Regions from separate parts of the Sus scrofa genome. Here region 2 is linked to region 1. Evidence: chromatin contacts called from public Hi-C data. All regions are on one chromosome and are shown on one strand. Each heading gives the region's core, a stretch centred on a gene start, on an enhancer-like site or on the middle of the called end of the contact. The rest is flanking DNA. Distances are from core to core; before and after follow the strand shown.

Evidence for each region. Hi-C and Micro-C count contacts between places; a contact is called where the count stands out from the background.
Region 2: a contact with region 1 is called in a Hi-C map of liver, with 4 times the contacts expected there. The contact joins the promoter of CHERP here to the promoter of MED26 in region 1. A contact is called at or near these places in 6 of 47 Hi-C or Micro-C datasets (blood, brain, embryonic fibroblasts and 2 more) and 2 of 2 datasets of contacts at active chromatin or transcription factors (alveolar macrophages and skeletal muscle).

What each region holds. Positions count from the first base shown.
Region 1 is chr2:60,982,683-60,985,605 of Sscrofa11.1, forward strand. It overlaps MED26 (mediator of RNA polymerase II transcription subunit 26), which reads left to right and starts at 1,551. Exons shown (of 3, transcript XM_003480761.4): 1 at 1,551-1,908. The coding sequence starts at 1,837. LOC102160178 (a long non-coding RNA gene) reads right to left here and starts at 1,386. Exons shown (of 2, transcript XR_301790.3): 1 at 1,180-1,386; 2 at 149-370.
Region 2 is chr2:61,061,414-61,064,336 of Sscrofa11.1, forward strand. It overlaps CHERP (calcium homeostasis endoplasmic reticulum protein), which reads left to right and starts at 1,547. Exons shown (of 17, transcript XM_021083582.1): 1 at 1,547-1,691; 2 at 2,002-2,175. The coding sequence starts at 1,667.

The sequences.
Region 1 (2,923 bases), core at 301-2,800:
GTCAGAAATTAAAAAAAAGAGAGGTTGGAACGGGATGCTTGGAGGCGTGCTTGTTTTGCTTATCTGAAGTGAGATAAGGAATATCTCCAAATGGGCCCGTTTCCAACCTGGACCAGGTAAACAAAGCATCTCATTCTAGGAGAGAGAGTAAATTATTTGCCCATATTTATTTTCTCCTACAAGGGTGATGTAAAAGTTTTCACATGTGCAGAAGCAGGCAACCACAACCACGTGTGGAAACAGCCGTTTTTGTAAATAAAAATGCTTCCCAGAAACATGACAAATGCAAGACTAACAGGTGTAGCACAGATCCAAGGCGCACATGTGGTTTTCATCAGCTGCCTCTCTCCTGTTTTAAATCTAGGTCTTCCTGTAACAAACGAAAAAAGTTATTTCTCCCGAGGCTGCGACTAATAATCCACTCAGCCTGCCCTTTCATCCCGTCACATAACTGAGTATTTAGCAGAGCTTCCAGAGGAGACAGCAATGAAAGAAGGCGCGGGGGTCGGCTTAGACTTGACAGTTAACAATTCTGGGCTTGACCTAGAACTCTGGATGACCTTGGGCCTCAGTTTCCTTCTTTGTAGTGGAGATTGAGAGAATGAGGACTGAAGGGTCTTTCTTTTAAACCAGGGATTCTCTACAGGAGTCGATTTTTGCCAGCCAAGGGACCTCTGGCAGTGATTGGAGACATTTTTGGCTGTCCCAGGCGGGGGAAAAGGGTGCTACTGGCATCTAGTGGGTAGAAACCAGGGATGCTGCTGAACATCATGCAATGCACAAGACAGGCCCTACAACAGAGTGATCCCAGCCCCAAATGTCTGGGCAGGTTGACTCCAACGTTGCGAGCTTGGCGTAGATACAGGCTTGCAACGCTGGTGTCAGCTCAGGGGTTGGCTTTGGGGCTTTCCTAGCTGGGGCGGCGGCTCCCATGCGGGGCGCTTGGCTATCGCACATTTTCGGGATCCCGGCCCGAGGCGCTGCAGACCCGTGCTCGTATCAACGCCCTCTGGAGGGGGAGGGGCTGGAGTGTTCCCGCACGCTCAACTGACCCTTACACGCACAAATTCACTACGGGGAAGTCTGCTCCCCTGGCCCTCAGAAACGCAAATAGAGGGCTTGTGAAAGACCCCAGGCTCAGAAAACTTGGCAGCTTCTCCTGCCCGCGATTTCCATCACCTCCATCAGAACAGGGAAAGCTTTTCTCCCCGAGGAGAGGTCCTTCGGCTGCTCTGATACGGCCTCCCACAGCGCCGGAGTTCAAGGACTCGGCGCCCACCTAGCGTTTCGGTCGGAGACCTCGGCCCCCAAGCCGGGGCGGGGGCGGGGCCTGCAGGCGGTGGCCGTTGCCCCGCCCAACCGCCTCCCAACGGCTCCCTTGGCCGGGCGGCGGGGAGGAACCAAGCGGTGGGGCGAGTGCGCCTGCGCGCGCATGCGTATGGGTATGGGGCCGGGCCCGCGCGTGGCCCCGCCCAGGTTCGGCGTCTCTGCCCGCCCCATCTCCCAACCTCCTCAGCGTGGCGCCGACGCTGCGTGCGGCGCGGGTTACCCAGAGTGCTCCGCGCGAGGGTAGCTCACTGGAGTTTGGTTCTCGAGGCGGCGGCAGCAGCGGCAGAGGCTCCGGCGGCTCCTCCTCCTCCTCCGGTGGCGGCGGCGCCCCGGGCCTGAGCCCCGGCCCCGGCTCCCCCTCTGCCACCCCGCGCGCCCCCACTTTCTCCGGCGCCGCGGGGAACATGAGGCTCCGCTCCCGGAGGCCGGCGAGTGAGTGACCCCCGTCCCCCACCTCAGCCCGCCCGCCCGCTGGCCCGGCCGCTCCCCCCCCGCCTCGCCCAGGCAATGACAGCGGCTCCGCCGTCTCCGCAGCAGATCAGGGACCGGCTGCTGCAGGCCATCGACCCCCAGAGCAACGTAAGTGTCCACGGCACGGGCTGTGGTGGAGGCCGCGTGGGCCCGGGACCCTCCCCCTCCCTACTGCCTCTCTCCTGCCGGGTTCTGGGGGACCCGTCGGACGCTCACCTGCCCCCAAGGGCCGCTGCCATCTCGGCCTCTCGCCCCTCGGGCCCGGGTCGGGGCAGGTCGGGCAGCCCGGCGGCGTTCGGTACGTGAGGCCGAGGCTTTCGTGAGGCCTGGGCGGAGGGAGCAGATGGGAGCTGAGACCAGAGCTTTTCCTCAGTTCCCGCTCCAGCTCTTCGACCCTTGCTGCTACTGACAGAGCTCGCTTGCCTTTTCCTTCCCGGGAGACCCCCGACCCCCGGGAAGCCCTCCCGGCGCGGGGGAGGGGAGAGGGAAAGGCTGTGGAGCAACTGGTGTCCGGGGTATGATTCGGGGATCCCGTGTCGCCAGTGTCTCGGCCTTCTGGGTGATCGGGAAGTCCTTCGCTTTCCTCCCGGCTGGAAGCACCTTCCCGGCTTCGGAGAGAATCCCTCGACTTGCTTTGCCCCTAGCCGGCTGCCTAGGGCGCGTAAAGAGTCCTCTTCGGTTCTGAGAGTGAACATGTCTTTGCAGGATCCCTCCTGGGGTCGCTGCTGACGGAAGACGATCTTGTGGAGAGTGGATTCTTTTACCTTTCTGGGCCTGAGTACTCACTGCGTCTCTGACCAAGCCAGAGCCCCGCTTTTTGGTAGTGAATTAGAGGTGATTGTTTTCTCTCCCATTCCCCCCATAGCCCTCCTTCAGCTGTCTCTTCCCCCTACCTGGGGTCCCAGCCTGTTGGTTTGTGACCTAGACCATCCGGGTTAACCTCAGGGTGTTGCTTTCTCAGACGCTCCTCTACCCAGGCTGCTGTTTGTAGAGGGATCTTCCCTGCCCCCTTCCGTGTGTGGGGGGAAAGATTCATTGAGTTCTCATATCTTCTCTGAGTGGTTGCTGGCCATAAGGGTCATTTTTCCCTGTGGCAGGAGCAGGTTCAGCAGTAGGAAGATGC
Region 2 (2,923 bases), core at 297-2,796, 79 kb after region 1:
GACACATTTGACTACTGATTTATGGGTCTCTGCCTACCCAGACTGTGGGCTTCTGAAAGCAGAGCTTAGGTTTGAATTGTTTCATCCACAAGCTACATACATCTAGCCTGCCTTTTTGTGAACCAAGAATGGTCTTTGCAGGTGACATTTAGAATCAGTTAATGACAGGAAAGAGTGACTTGGAATCCCCCAAAAGCTTTCCATTCAGACCTGTATTTGTAACACTCTATTTATAAATTCTACCACTAAAAAGTGTTATGCACATTTTTCTCTTTGGTTATATAAGCACCAAGCACCTACATAATATCCTTGATTTTGGCTCTTGGCCAAACACCTACATAATATCCTTGATTTTGGGTCTTGGCCAGCAAAAATATTTGCTATCTGGCCCTTTATAGAAAAAGTTTGCCAGCCTCTAGTCTAAGAATACTATTTGGGATACAGGAGACAATCTATAACGTCAGATGGAGAAACTAAGTAACAATTTAAAAAATGTATCTAAAACACCCCAACACCGTTTTCAGAGTAGGGAGGTACCGCCAACTAAGTGTTAATGTTAACAATGGTAATCCCAAAAGCGTTCAGATTGCGAGGGAAGTCACAAGTCTACGTTTCTTTAACGTTTGCTGTTCCTTGCTATCTTTCCCCGCAATTAGCAAGCGTTAACTTTACCATCGTTTTATTTCACTTTTTTTGGCCGCCCCGGGGCATATGGGCCCGGGGATCAAATCTGAACTGCAGTTGTGACCTACGCTGCAGCTGGGGCAACTAAGCCGGATTCTTTCACCCACTGAGCCCGGCCGGGGAATCCAATCTGTGTCTTGGCGCTGCAGATCCCGTTTCGCCACAGTGGGAACTCCTCAAAGTTTCATAAGTAACATAACTGCGTATTTCAAGGTGCATCTTTCTGACCGCGCAGCCTAGAAGGCCCGGCACCCGCTTGAATGACTACACAGAAGCCACGCGAGCTCTGAAAGGCTTCTGAAAACGGAGGGAGTAGAGGTGGAGGTGTCCCCTCGCCCTAAGTCTTCTTTATCAAAGAGTTGGATTAAAGAAAAGAAGCACAGCAGGAGAAACTTTTGAACCTCGATAAGCCCTGTTCCATCCCCGCCACGCCTGTAGCCTCCCAGTTCTACTTTTACATCCGGACGAGCCCGGGAGGATGTGACCGGCGCCGCAGCCCAGGCGCCTCCTGGACGCACCTCACCTCGTATTTTCCGCACCGCCGCCTCGCTGGGAGAAAATAGGGCACTGACTAGCGCAGTAACTCCCCAGGGCCCCTAGTCCTACGGAAGAATCTACTGCCCAAGTCCTCGCATTGCAACACGTAACGTGGGAAAACGCCCCAAGAGCAGCTAACGGCCGCCTGCACCGTTCCAGCCGTTCCCTCGCGTCGCGCTACAGAAGTCCATTCCGCACATGCGCGGGAAAGCCCCTGCGCGTGCGTGGTGCTCGCCCCTCCGTGCGTTCGGCCCCTCGCGGCTTCTTCCCGCCTGCCTCGTTTCCTCACTTCCGGGGTTTCCTGGCGACGGCCGTAAGTGGCGGGCGGAAGCAGCGCGCGAAGCCAGTCGTAAAAGGCTCCCTCGCGCCACTTCCGGCCGGCTTCCGCAGACGGCCCTGGTGGGCGATCGTGAGGCGCCGGAGGACGTTCCCCGCGGCTGGAGCCATGGAGATGCCGCTGCCGCCTGATGGTGAGGCCCAGCCTGGGCTCGAAGGCTGTTTCTCTCTCCCCGGAATCCCCTGTTGGCCTACCTCGCCTCCCGGGGTCCCCGGGCCTAGGAGGGGGCGGGGCTCGGCCTCCGGGGTCCGCCTGCGGCCTCTCCCGCGGGTTCCCGCATTCTCGGCGCGCTTCTGGCCCCTATCGGGACCCGTACAAAGGCGGCCTTTCCCGGACCCACCCCTAGGGACCCCCGGCCCAGCAGACGCGGGCTGGGACGACAGGGCCCCCGAATTTGGGCGGTTCTCGCTGACGCCCCGCGTGGCCTTTTCTCCGTCCTCCAGACCAGGAGCTCCGAAATGTCATCGACAAGCTGGCCCAGTTCGTGGCTCGGAATGGGCCCGAATTTGAAAAGATGACGATGGAGAAGCAGAAGGACAACCCAAAATTTTCGTTTCTGTTCGGAGGAGAGTTCTACAGTTACTATAAGTGCAAGTTGGCGCTGGAGCAGCAGCAGCGTGAGTTCTCTTGCTCTCCGGCCGTCCTCTCCAGCGATTCCTTTCTGATTCCATTTCGGGCTCTGCCACAGACCGCCTTTTTTTAAATCGCTTGTTCTTCTGGGAATATGGATTAGCTCGGTCTTCACGGTCCCATTCGCTGTTCCCGGGGCTCTGCACCCGTGCGGCAGCTGGGTCCCAGTGTAATGGAGAACGGGGTTATCGATCCTTTTGCTGGGCTCCAGATCAGGGTTTACTCTTGTTTTGCAAACGTGATGACTGAGGTCAGGAAGGTAGTGACTACTTCAGCGGTTTCCAGGGAGGAAGTAGTAGAAGCCAGATTGGGTGAGACCCTTGGGGCAAATACTGTCCAGCGAGGTTTTTGTGCATTTTAAGATGGTTGTAGCCTAGATCAAAAATGAGTTGTTTCGTGGGTATTAGTTCTTGGTATCAAAATTCCAACCCTCTTCTAAAAGAGCTTAAGATGGGGTTGGTTAACACAGTTGGTCTCTGAATAACAGATAATCACCAGGTAGTAAAGATCCCTGAACCCACATCTGCCCTGTTCAGTAGTGAATCCTTAGCTTCCAGATATGTTGTGTTCTAGATTGCCAAGTAGATGGACATTGAAAGGTGGATGCTCCCTGAACTACAAGTTCCCCACGGCCAACCGGGCCTTGTTTGGCATTGTTGTGCCTAATAGGTAGCACGTAGTAGGTGTTCAATAAAGAGTTCATAGGACACAGCAAAGGTTCAATGGCTTGAACAA